2 separate regions of the Rattus norvegicus genome follow, and region 1 is linked to region 2. Evidence: chromatin contacts called from public Hi-C data. All regions are on one chromosome and are shown on one strand. The core of a region is the stretch at or near the end of the contact, and the rest is flanking DNA. Distances in the headings are between cores, read along the strand shown. Region 1 holds the start of Yipf1 (Yip1 domain family, member 1). Region 2 holds the start of Tmem59 (transmembrane protein 59).

Evidence for each region. Hi-C and Micro-C count contacts between places; a contact is called where the count stands out from the background.
Region 1: a Hi-C map of mammary epithelial cells shows a contact between it and region 2, with 1.9 times the contacts expected there. The contact joins the promoter of Yipf1 here to the promoter of Tmem59 in region 2. A contact is called at or near these places in 2 of 12 Hi-C or Micro-C datasets (frontal cortex and mammary epithelial cells).

Annotation. Positions count from the first base shown.
Region 1 is chr5:127,336,457-127,343,517 of GRCr8, forward strand. It overlaps Yipf1 (Yip1 domain family, member 1), which reads left to right and starts at 4,572. Exons shown (of 10, transcript NM_199383.2): 1 at 4,572-4,647; 2 at 6,072-6,151. The coding sequence starts at 6,121. LOC134486960 (a long non-coding RNA gene) reads right to left here and starts at 4,425. Exons shown (of 2, transcript XR_010066566.1): 1 at 2,058-4,425.
Region 2 is chr5:127,186,279-127,192,667 of GRCr8, forward strand. It overlaps Tmem59 (transmembrane protein 59), which reads left to right and starts at 5,042. Exons shown (of 8, transcript NM_001139465.2): 1 at 5,042-5,280. The coding sequence starts at 5,092. It overlaps Tceanc2 (transcription elongation factor A N-terminal and central domain containing 2), which reads right to left and starts at 4,707. Exons shown (of 5, transcript NM_001014260.2): 1 at 4,603-4,707; 2 at 3,920-4,059. The coding sequence starts at 4,018.

The DNA of each region.
Region 1 (7,061 bases), core at 3,322-5,821, 150 kb after region 2:
AACCATCTGTGCCCTTTTCTGGCCTGCAGACATACAGGCAGGCAGAAAGCTGTATAATGTATACTAAATAAATAAACAAACAAACAAATAAATATTTTTTTTAAAAAAAGAAAAGCTAGTCTGCATGCTAAGCGTGGTATCACACACTTTAATCCCAGCACTTTGTGGGGAAGATGCAGGGGGCTCTTTATGAATGCAAGGCCAGTCTGGTCTACAGAGTGAGACCCTGTTTCAAGAGCTAAAAAGCCAGTCGATTTCTTGATTTCTTAATGATTGTCAGCATGGACCTCCTATTCTTCCAAGGCTTCAGCACCTATTTTCAATGTCCGTCTCTTCTCAGTCAGCCATAGTTAGACTCTTGAAGAATCGTGATGCTGCCAGCCTGCCCCTCCTCCCCATGCCCCATCCACCTTATCACCAGCTATGGGGCTATTGCTGCTTTCTGTCACATGGGTGGGCTGGTTCCAAATGCCTGTACTAGGGCTGAGGAGATGGCTTGGTGGGTCAGAGCTCTTGCTCTGCAAGCCTGGAGATTGGAGTGTGAATCTCCAGCATATATAGAAAGGGCATGGGGGGTCATGTGCTCCTGTAATCTCAGCATTGGGGTGGGGTGGAGTTAGGCTCCCCAGGGGCTTCCTAGCCAGCCTCGCCAAAATAATGAGTTTCTAGTTCTCTAGTCTCTAGTGAGAAGGCCCTTCTTAAAGAATAAGGTAAGAAAGGATAAAAGATGCCTGATGTCCAATTCTGGACTGGTGCCAGATGTGGGGTAGGGATCTTTCAATTATTCTAGTTGGGGTCCCTACGGGACCCCCAGGACAAAACAAGTCACGGTCGTTGCTCATGGTTATGGACCAGGACAGACGATAAGACCCTCTGATGGAGCTACCACACATAGGGTCATAGGACATGGAGAATTCAAGCTAGTACTGACCCCAGAGTTTCTTCCCTACTGACTAGTGTTCATAGTACCTGTGCTGGTTGGTATTTTTGTCAACTTGACACAAGCTATAGTCATCGGGGAGGAGAGAACCTTAAGTGAGCATTTGCCCCGTCAGACTGCCCGTAGGCAAGTCAATGGGGCATTTCTTTCTTTTTTTTTTTTTCAGTTACTACTGTACTTTATTGTGTTCAACCAAATCACCATGTTACAAAAATAGCAAGCTGCCATAATAAAAAATAAGGCTCCTCTATCCAGCACCAGATAGCATCATTTTACTTTCAAGCCTAGAAATTGCACACTTGTATATAAACCAATCGAAGATGAGGATTGAGAGTTCATCTTGGTGGATTTTTCCTTTGATGAATATGAAGTGTCCTTCCTTATCTTTTTTGATGACTTTTAATTGAAAATTGATTTTATTTGATATTAGAATGGCTACTCCAGCTTGCTTCTTCTGACCATTTGCTTGGAAAGTTGTTTTCCAGCCTTTCACTCTGAGGTAGTGTCTGTCTTTGTCTCTGAGGTGTGTTTCCTGTAGGCAGCAGAATGCAGGGTCCTCATTGCGTATCCAGTTTGTTAATCTATGTCTTTTTATTGGGGAGTTGAGGCCATTGATGTTGAGAGATATTAAGGAATAGTGATTATTGCTTCCTGTTATATTCATATTTGGATGTGAGGTTATGTTTGTGTGCTTTCATTCTCTTTGTTTTGTTGCCAAGACGATTAGTTTCTTGCTTCTTCTAGGGTATAGCTTGAATGGGGCATTTCTTGATTGATAATAGATTTGGTGGGGCCTAACCCACTGTGGGTTGAGCCATCCCTGGGCAGGTGGTACTGGGTGGTCTGAGAGAGCAAGCTGAGCAAACCATGTGAAACAAGCCAGTAAGCAGCATTCCTGCACAGTTCTGCCCTGACTTTCCTCACTAATGGGCTATGACTGGGACATATAAGCCAGGTCAACTCTTTCCCTTCCAGGTTGCTTTGGCCATGCTATGTATTAGAAATAGAAGACAAACTGCAATAGTCAGGAGGTGCTATACAAGCAGCTGGTAGAGAAAGGTTTGACCTACTTGTGAACACTTGTACCCACATGCACTTACCTGCCCCCAATACACACCTGACTGCGTCCATGCTTGGTGCCTACGTGCCTCAGTGGGCTCTCATGTGGATAATGCAGTGTGAGTCCCAGGACTAGGCGAGGAGGGGGTAGTGTAAGTCAGGGAAGAGAGGTAGCCATCTTGGGTATACGTCATCAAGGGGATTTGGCTGCTCAGTCCTTCAGGGTATTTGAAAGCATCAGTGTGCACCTGTAGACATGAAAAGATGCCTGGGTTCACCAACTGTTGACTCCATTGGTCAAGGATTTGCCCACGAGGCATTAACTGCTCTCCCTTCTGCACATCTGGGATGCACCAGCCTGGGTCCTAGGTGGTTTTAGTAGAGTCCCATGACCTGTGGATGAAGAAACAAGGCTTGGTGCAGAAGAGGAGGAGCCCGTAGCATGGGTTTGGGGTGACCTTTGCTCAGGGTCTGTCTGCTGTAGCTGGAATAAGATCAGCGGGGATGAGGTTAGCAACAGGTGAGTGTGAGACAAAGGCGGCGCTGGGCATGCTTGCATGACTGGATTCATAAGCCGATGCTTATTCCTGACAGTCACCAAAAGTGCTCAGCACGTACTCTAAGCCCGGTTTCCTTTATACAACAAGGGTGGCCCTTTCAAGTTTGCAGTATTGTTCTGAGAGTCAGAGGTCCTGCAAAGTCCCTTCACAGGAGTTAAAATGGCTAGCGTGTGATTCCACCTGACTGCTTGCCAGTTAGAAAAACATTATCTGGCTGGAGAGATGGCTCAGCGGTTAAGAGGACTGACTGCTCTTCCAGAGATCCTGAGTTCAATTCCCAGCAATCACGTGGTGGGTCACAACCATCTGTAATGGGATCTGGTACCCTTTTCTGGTGTGTCTGAAGACAGCGGCAGTGTACTCACATACATAAAATAAATGAATAAATAAATAAATCTTTAAAAAAAAAAGAAAGGAAAAACATTATCAACCATGATAAATAATTGTAGTGCCATATTGGATTTGGGCCTGGCCGCTTTGTAACTGCATGGCCACAGTAAAAGTCATGGGATTGTTGGACAGAGGCCTCTCCCATGTATTTACGGCACAGGAAGAAAAGACCAAGTAGTAAACACCCGATATCTCCACTGCATGACCTCTGCTGAGCCTGGCTGACGCATGTGGAACTGACACACCTGGACCACACCTGGGTGGTGGTCAATTTACTTCTGCCTTTTACTTCCTCAGCCTTTATCCTTGAGATTTAGGCTGGTCTTCTGGGATTTCTCCCTAATTAATTCAGGCCTCCTAGTTGGTCTTTTGTTACCGAAGTCATGAGCCAGGTAGTCACGAGCCAGGGTTTCCCACTGTGCTTCCCAGTTATTTTCTACCTGGAGACTTGGGTATATAAGTGAATAAAGCTACAGGAGACTCTCACTCTTCTTCCTCACTCTCGCTCTTCCTTCCGCTCTTCCTCTCTCTCTCTCTCTCTCTCTCTCTCTCTCTCTCTCTCTCTCTCTCTCTCTTCCTCTCTTCCTCTCTTCCTCTCCTGGCTTGACACGATAACCTGTGTGTGTGTGTGTGTGTTTCTTTCATCCCGTAGGCTTTCGCCCGATTCTCGGTACCAGGTTGGTGCTGGCGCCGACAAATAATCGGAGTATTTTAGACATCAAATGGGAAGTCTGCTGTGGGATAGGCTAAAGACACTGGTCTCTCTGTATGAACTGTGAATCAGCTGTCTGCTGTTTACACTGCTCCCAGACAGCAAGAACTGTCTATGGACCCTTTCAGTCCATGTTAGAGTACTGTGAACAGTAATTGTACGATACCACCTTGGTTGACCCTGGCCACCCAGAGACTAGAATCATTCCTGGTCTTTTTTGTTCTCAAAGTGTTCACAGGCTGGTAAAGCTGAGCAAACAGAATCCAGGCAAGCAGTGCCAAAGCTGGGGGAAACCCAGGGGGTTAATAGAGCAACAGGAGTCTGGGGAGCAGGTAGAGTCCTCTATGGGTAGGAGGAGGCAGTTTCCCAAGCTTGGAGGAACTCATAAACCAGGCCCAGGCAGAAAGCAGGCCACAGGTAGCTCTCCATACTACTCCACTGTTGCTCGAGTCCTGCTGTTTTCAAGGTGACTGTCAGACACCTAGGTGGTACAGCTGAGGGGCCAACACCAGATAAACAGTGACAGGAGGACTCCTTTGGTTCACAAGCTATCTGCTATGGAGTCTTCCCAGTTGGTTAAGTTTTCATGGCCAGAGAAAACAGGAATTGGTGACGTATTTTTTTTTCCTCTTCTCAATCCTTTTTCATTTTTCTATTTGCATAGGAAAAACGAATAAACAAAGAGTAAAACACTCCCGAACTCCTGAGAATTCGCCCTACTTCGCATGTCTCTTTAAGACCACCGAGAAGGGCGGGACGCAGCTCAGAGATCCTCCGCTGCTAGGGTGACACCGTTGCCTAAGGAGTCCTCGCTGGGTGACCGCTTTTGCTTTAAGAGAGGGGGCGGTGCTCTGCCCGGAGGAGGTGGAGAAATCCAACGCCCTCCCCCGGATCTCCGGCTTCCGGGACCAGGCTGACCAGCTACCAGTGCAGAGATCATCACAGGCCCCAATCATTCCTGGACAGCTGGACCCTCTCCCTGCGAGGTGAGGGCATCAGGGCTTCTGGGCCAGTTGGGGAATCTCCTACCCGCCCGGGCCTCTGCTGCTCGACCATTTCCCCCTCTAAACCCTGTCTGCGTTTCCCCGGGTCCCTGAGTGCAGGGTCCCAAACAGTCAAGCGCTACTAATTGCCTGGTTCTTCACTAAGAGCCTTATATGCACTACCTTTTAGAATGGTCTAGACACCACAATGAACCCATTTTACAGATGAGGAGTCCTGGAGGAGCGCACACACATCAGAGAAGTAACAGAATCGGGACTCAAACCCAGGTCTGTCTGACTCCAGGGTCTAGGACCTTAAACCGGCTGCACTGGGATGCTTTCCCCATCACCTCTCCCAAATCCTAGGCTCTCCTTCCATTTTCTTGCATCTCGAGGCTGCACCTGGCCCCTAAAGATTCAGGCGCCAGAGAGTGTCCCCTGCAGCCAGCCTCTTTTTGTTGATAAGGGCCCTCTTCTAACTCATATGGTCTTGAGCTCACCAGGTAGCCTGGGATAACCTAAAACTTCCTCAGTCTCCTGCCTCCATCTCCTCGGTGCTGGAATTGCAGGCATGCACCAGCATTTGCAGGCCCTGAGTATTGAACCCAGGACTTTGTGCATGCTAGGCAAGCATTCAAATGTGCTACGACACCAGCCTTCTGTTCCATCAGTCTGTCCAGTGTTGCTCTGGATGGTTCTTCCCTGCATTGGGTGGATTCTGATGTCCTGATCACAGGCTGGGCTGGACACTCACTCAGAGAGAGGCCTGAGTGCTTCTGGACTTTCCTGTGTTTAGTTCTCACTCGTCACACACTCTATCCCCAGGTCAGTTTCCTTATTCTCCGGCTCACTCCTCCTCGTTAAGTTAACTCAGTGAGACTGCTCAGCTCGACACATGCTCTCTCTTCCTGAGCTACATTGAGTAGCAAGTTGTATGACCTGTGATAGTTACATTAACAATCAGTCCCCACTGAAAGAGTAGGCAGGCATTGTACAGGGGAGATTGCTCAGCAGGGAAAGGTGGCTGTCCCCAAGCATGGTCAGAGTCCCATTCTGTGTCCCTCATGGTGGAAGGAAAGAACTGACTCCCATAGCCACAAAAGATAAAGAAATGTAGGAATCATTTTTAATTTCTGAGACAGGGTCTTACTGTGTAGAGCAGGCTAGCTTTTTTTTTTTTTCTCTTTTTCGGAGCTGGGGACCGAACCCAGGGCCTTGCGCTCGCTAGGCAAGCGCTCTACCGCTGAGCTAAATCCCCAACCCCGCAGGCTAGCCTTAAACTCATAGAGATCTGCCTGCCTCGGCCTCCACAGTGTTGGGGTTAAAGGCACAAGCTACCACCACAGCTGGCTCTAAACATTCTTTTACTATGAATTCTTTTTGCAGATTGTCCCATTTTCCTAAGCTGATTTATTCCTTTGTTTTAGATCCCCGGACATTTTCTTCCTCAGCCCTGGGAGAAGAGCCTCTGGCTGAATGGCAGCTGTGGATGACTTGCAGTTTGAAGGTATGGCAGGAGGGTCCCCACCTTTATCTTGTGATCGCAGCCTCCTCTGCCACAGCAGTGGATTTCATTACTGACACAGACCTCAAAGGATTCTATTAACAACATCCTGGTAAGAGGCTGTTGGACACTCCCAGGTTTTTCTAGTTTGCTTATTTTTCTCACAGAACTCTTCCAATGGGCAACAGGCACATAAACTCAGAATTAGCAGTTGCCTCCTGTTTTCTTTTTCTTTTTTTTTTTTAAAGATTTATTTGTTTTACTTATATGAGTACACTGTCACTGTCTTCAGACACACCAGAAAAGGGCATCCGATCCCATTATAGATGGTTGTGAGCCACCATGTGAGTGCTGGGAATTGAACTCAGGACCTCTGGAAGACTCTGACCTAGGGCTGGGGAGATGACTCAGTGGATAAGAGTGTCTGCCTCAGTAAATAACGTGGAGAGTGATGGAGGAAGATGCCTGATGTCAATCTTAGCCTCTCTTTGTACATATGCAAGCATACACGTGCAGATGATTACACACTTTACACATACACATGCACAGGCACGTGCATAAACACACACACACACACACACACACACTCACACACACACACACAGGTGACTTACTGGCCACACTGATTAGTGGCCATCTTAAGACTGGAGCCCCATACCCTTACTTTCCTTTCTTTTGTTCTCTCTCTGCTCATTTATTTACTTATTTTTCAGGTAGCAATTCAGAAAGTAATTGGTTCACCATGGCGTCTTCATATGTATATGTCATAGCGTGTTCTTCCCCATAGCCCCTCCACTGAAAGCTTTGTCTACACTGTCACCTCTTGTGTACTTCAAAAACTCCTACAGCATAGAAGTCATTGTTTCTATGCTGTCACCAGTAGACAAAGCAGGTTCTAGAATTGTTTGTTAGA
Region 2 (6,389 bases), core at 3,792-6,291:
CGCTGCCGCCGTACACTTAAAGAGGAGAGCACGGAGACACGCTGAAAGAGAACGGCAGACACCCATGGCTTTGTGTGCAGCCTCCCTTTACCTAGACAAGCCCTCCTTCCACCCTCTCAGGTACTTGTCACAGAGGCTTCTCTAACCACCGAAACAGTCATTTTTTGGAATGGGGTCTCATATAGCTCAGGCTAGCCTTGATTTCACTCAGCAGGAGAGAATGACCTTAAACTCCTCGATCTTCTTGCTTTTATCTTCCAAGTGTGGAGATTACTGGCATTTGTCACAACACCTGACTCGCTTTCTTCTTTATTGCTTATATGATAATTTTATAATAAATCAGTTTTATAGTATTATCTTTAACGCCCTTATTGGAAGTCTGAGGCTTATATTTTTGAACTCAGATTTATGCTGGGCATAAAGTTGTTTATCAAGACTGTTACATGGGTCTGGAGAGACAGCTCAGTGGTTCAGAGAACTGTCTGCTCCTCTGGAGGACCCGGGTTCAGTTTCCAGCACCCACAGGGCAGCTGACAAAGGTCTGTAATTCCAGATCCCTGATGATCTGAGGCTGTCACCTGGCTTCCACAGGTACTGGATGCATACGGCGCACATATATTCACACAGGTAAACAGTCATATATATTAAAAAATGAACAAAAGTTTAGAGAGAGAGAGGGGCTGGGGACTGAAGATAGAAGGGTCACCTCCCTTAAAGGAGGCAGAAAACATGTCAATGCTCAATTTTAACAAATGCTTAATGACTCTTTAATATATATCGGGCACTAAAATATTCCAAGGGCACAGAGGTAAATATTTCAGAGTCCCTGTATGTAACTTATGAGCTAAGTTTCCAAGGAAACTAGTTCTTGATTGAGTAGATAAATGAGAAATTATAAAAAAAAGATTTTTATATGAAAAGGGACCAGCATCAGGTCAAAAGAAAGCCGTGACGGCTTAAAAGAGACAGGAAAAAAGGGGGCGTGGTCAGAATGTCCTCACATAAATGGAGAGCCACAAGCATAAGTCATGTTGGAGCCAAACAGGAAAGACCTCCTGTGTCATGCCAAAACTTGTAGAGTTCTGGGTGACCTGGTTGTTTAGAAAGATATCCTACCTGTCAGGTCCTATGCCAGGCAGTAGGCTTAAAACCAAGAGGGTACACATGTTCAAGAAGCTCAGAGTACGGCTATAGAGTGCCAGAAGCAGAGGACGCACACATGCAAAGGAGCAGTTTTGAAAAGGCGGAAGTAAGTGCAGCGAGAGGAGCATACTTAAGTTACACAAATGACACAAAGACCAGCCTCCTCTGTCAGAGTGGTTCTGTACCCAGGAGACTGACAGTAACACAAGTTATGGGAGTCAGTCCTCTCCTGCTCCCATGTGGTTCCCCAGATTGAACTCAAATCTTCAGGCTTAGCAGCAAGCACTTTTAACCTGCTGAGCCATCTTGCCTGCCTGGCTCCAGCGTATTCTTAATCACTATACTATACTGTTTCCAAGACAGTGGACTAAGGAAGAGCATTCCTAGCAAAAGGATTACAGGGGGCTGGTGATGGAGATACAGTTCACAGTAGAGCCCTTACTCAGCATTCAAGAAGCCTGGAGTTTGATTCCCAGTACTGTCCCCACTGCCAAAACTATCTTGGCAGGCCCTCTTCACTGCTCTCTAATACAGGTCTGGTAGCCTAGGAGGGAACCGAGGAAAAGAACACGTCTAGGATCTAAGCCAAGTACTCAGAATACTGCCTTCCTTACCATTGCTGTTTATAGCCCCAGATGCCCTCTCGGCTTTAGAAATCTAGACTAGAGAAGTAGGTGTGTCAGTTACAGACACGGAGAGCCTTGGGATGGATATGGACACCCTGGTTAAACACAGAAAACAGGGCAGAACTCTGGGGAGCACAAACATTAGGAATCTCATGGATAGAGAAGCCAACAAGGAAAACTAAAAATAAGCCAGAAACGCAGAAGATGTAATCAAAAGGATTCTCTGAAAGTTGTTCTCAGTACATCACAATTCATTCAGCATTCACATGACTGTCGCCTTGTAATTTTTTTCTTTGGTGTGGTGTGGAGACTGACTGGAGGGGCCTTCACACATGGCAAGCAGGCACTCTACCACTGAGCTACACCCTAATGTAGTTCTTTTCCTTTCTTGGACAGTCTTGCTATGCAACCCGTTATATTCTTGAATGTTCCATCAGAACACTCTAAGTGCAAGGCCTACCAGTGTGTGTTAGCACACTTAGCTTGGCTGATTATTTGTAAACAGTCCTAGCCTCTTCCTAACTAGTTGGGATCAAACTTAGTTCCATCGAGCAAACAGCACATTTAAGTCTCTGTGGTCCAGGGTGGCAATGTGGAACCATATGAGTCATGAAACCATGTGCTACAATTCTGGTCAAAGCACGACATATAAGATGCCATATCATCATTTACACTCCACTAGGTTTGTCTAGAGCAGTGGCTCTCAACCTTCCTAATCCTTCAATACAGTTCCTCATGTCGTGCTGACCTCCAACCATAACGTTATTTTCACTGCTACTTCATTACTGTAATTTTGCTACTGGTATGATTCTAACGTAAATATCTGTTTTCCCAATAAGGCAACCTCTGGGAAAGGGTCACCTGACCCACGGGTATAGAGAACCTTACTAGAAATCTTAATATTCTTGAGGAAAGTTTTGGGGACAGAGAGATGACGGCTCAGAGGTGGTTGAGAGCGGGCACTGCTGTCGGCATTCTGGGTCTTATGGGTCGATTGGAGAAAGAGAGACACTACAGGACATATCAAGGCCTTGCTGGCAAGAGGGAGATCCAGCCTCTGTGAACTGAATCTCGAAAAGCCATGCAAAAGCAAAACAACAGTTGTCCTTTAGGTGACACAAGCTCCTCACACCAAAGTCCCTGAGGTAGTCTATGTGTTTTGTGAAGGGAAACATCACACCCCAGCAACTTTATTGTGTTTGCAGTACCCAATAATGCAGAACGTTCCAAGTGTGCCAGGATTGTCTTGTGACCAAAGTCATGCAAAGGCTGTACAGCTCCTTCAGAAAAACAACTCCATAGATAACAGAAAACAATCACTGTTTTCTACAATGATTTCCCCAAGGTCCAAGTACTTCTAGAACACAGCGATTCATTCCGATGTTTATCCTACATAGAGTGAACAACAGCTATTTCATCCTAACGTTTATCCTAGATATAATGATTCTGCTAGAATGCCTGCCCTACACTGCTCTCGCAGAGGACCCTAGTTCAGTCTCCAGCATCTGAACTTTCCACTTTAGGTAGTGCACAATCACTATAACAACAGCTCCCGAGAGATCCAAAGCCTCCAGTGAACATATTCACACACAGGCACAGACACATACAATAAGAATAAATCTTAGCCAGGAGTGGTAGCACAAGCCTTTAATCCCAGCACTAGAGGTTCAGGCAGGAGGATCTCTGAGTTCTAGGTCAATTTGGTCTACAGAGTGAGTTCCACAGCCACGGCTACACAGTGAAACCCTGTCTCGAAAACATATATATATATGATTTATATTTGATATATATTTGATATATATATCAAAACTTTTTTTTTTTTCGGAGCTGGGGATCGAACCCAGGGCCTTGCGCTTCCTAAGCAAGCGCTCTACCACTGAGCTAAATCCCCAACCATATCAAAACTTTTTAATCAAGGTGGGTGGTGAGCCTATCAGCGAGCAACCATACTCGAAAGCCAGAATAATTGGATTAATTCAGGATAGCAGAGGTACAGGAATTGATAAGTCTGTACGGGGTGTGTGAGAAAGAAAAAATGGTCCCTGAGGGGGGGCTTAACAAGAACCCATGATTCCCTACAATGAAACCCATTCCCTGTCTCTTTATGGCAGTCCTTGGGACATTTTCTCTCATCCCACATTCCTTCTCACCTTCAAAGACTCAATCGTGGCTTGCTTGTAAACCTTTTCTTTGAGTTTTTTCTTCGGGCTATTCTGGATCCTAGGCGTTCGAATGACAAATTTATCCATTGCTGGGGGCTCTGATTATCTTCAGGGGCTTGAGGTGTATTCTATTCAAGAAACAGGGTGAAACTTCATTAGATTGACAGGTGTACTCCCAGAAGTGACACGACTAGATTTTCTAAACACTCCTGAACTATGGAGGCTTTTGGATGGTATTTACAGGAAATACGATTCCTTCTCAAAAGAGGAAATTTCTTCTGAAAAACTGAAACTGTAGTTAAGTCTACTTCCTGGGTTAGATTCCTAGCTTCCAGAAGGGCATGCTCTAGAAGGAATAGGATTCTAATACCCAGGATAATGGGGTGACTTCTGAAGTCCTTTTCCAGTTTAGGTTGAGTTGTGTTAGGGTTCCACTGGGCTCAGTGAATCCCTCTTTACAAGCACTCCGCGGTAGCCCCAATCCTAAGAATTACTCTAAGACCCACAACAACCATCTCCAGACACCAGCACAATACAGAAGCAGCTCCAGAAACCACTGCTCTGTGGTCAAAGAACCCCAACCACGTCCGTAAGGATCCCATCCTTCCCTTGCCCCCAGCACTCGGAGGCCTGGAAAGGGGTTATCCAATCACAGTTCGACTGAGACCCACCGGGAAATCAGCCTGCCTACAGCTTGGTCTCTTGACCCCTCCAGACCTCCAGCCGGACCACGCGTTGTAACTATTTTATACACTTCTTCCGGGGCCCAGTTCCTCGCTGGTGACTCGCAGGAACTACACTTCCCAGAACGCACGGGGAAGAGCCCGGAAGTTGTGGTTGAGGGAGGCAACACCCCTCTGCTCGCTCCCGGCCGCCGAGAACTACAGGCCCCAGTCAGCCTGGCACGGAGAAAGAGGCAGGCGCCGCTCTGAGCCCAGAGCTGAGATGGTTGGCCCGGTTCTCAAGCCCGCCCACGAGAGGTTTTCCGTCTCAGAGACCGGCCGGGAGGTAGCTGCTTGGACGGGTCAGGGCGGAGCCAAAGAGCTCTTGGAGGCGGAAGCTCAGGCCGGAGGGGCGGGGAAAGGGGCTGGCCCGGAAGAAGGAGAAACACTGAAAAGAAAACAGCAACAATTCGGGCTGCTGTGACAGAGGGGAACAAGATGGCGGCGCCAAAGGGGAAGCTTTGGGTCCAGGCCCAGGTGGGGCTCCCGCCGCTGCTGCTGCTGACCATGGCGCTGGCCGGAGGCTCCGGAACTGCAGCGGCCGAAGCGTTTGACTCGGTCCTGGGAGACACGGCGTCCTGTCACCGAGCCTGTCAGCTGACCTATCCTTTGCACACCTACCCGAAGGTAGGTAGGGCCCATCGATACCAAGTTCCCCTTATCCCTCGGTACCCCAGCTCGCGTCTTCCCATGTCGGTGTCAGCGCCGAGACCCTAGTGGTGAATCTGCGCTTCAGCTGCTCCCCCCTTGGTGTAGCTGCAGTTTTCCTTGCTCCTGCTGTAATTGCCGGAAGTTTGTGCTGCAGGTCTCGATGATAGGCTGGGGGAGAATACAAAGATGCGAAATAGGCGAACCCTTGGGAGCCTGCGGGACCACAAGGGAGTATATCACTTGCTAGGGTAGATTGGAAATGAGCGGGGGTCCTGACCTACTAGCAGCGCGGGGGGTGGGGAGGAAGGCGCGGATGCATGCGTGCACAAAATATTGCCTTCCAGCCCGGATTTATTGCGCGCCTCTCTGGGACGAAGGGACGAAACGCGTTCTGTTCCGCGAGTCGGAGAAGCCGACAATTCCTTTGAGGTCTGAAGTGTGAAGTCAGCCTCAGTAGTTATGAGACACACTAGAAAGGAGGACTTCCTGTCTGTGTTGAGTGAGTGTGTGCGAGACGCTGCCGCAGGAGACTGGATGCCTTTGTGAGGCAGCAGTTAGGGCTCTGTCTTCAAAAAAATAAAGTAAAATGAACGTCACTCGGTGCAGAAGATAAGGAATCAGTGGAGTGGATCAAGAAATTCGACTGTCCCACTGAAGACCTATGCTGTGTAGCTAGAAGAGGGACCAATTCCTACCCCTGGAACCTCCCCGCAGCCGCTGCCTAGCCTTTAATTCTACCTCCTTAAGTTGTTTTTCAGTTTCTTATGAATTCTGTTTACTCAACATTCTAAATTGCTTGGTGATTCTCCCCACCCGTTTTCCATGTATAATTAGGGTTTATACCCCTCCCCACCTGGCCTTGTAAGGGCTTTCGCTGATGCTTGTGGTTTTTTATCCTTGTTTTCTTTCGTCTTCTGTATGCTATTTGCTTAACCATTGTGGCTATCCGTCTTTGCCTTCTAAAGCTACAAAGTGGCTAGAATAGCAGTCCCAGTGACTTTAAAATGTTCCATATTGACAAATGCTTTCGTGCCTTTGAGATGAAAAATTGTAAATTTTGTACCTTTCAGCATTTTGTTCCCCTT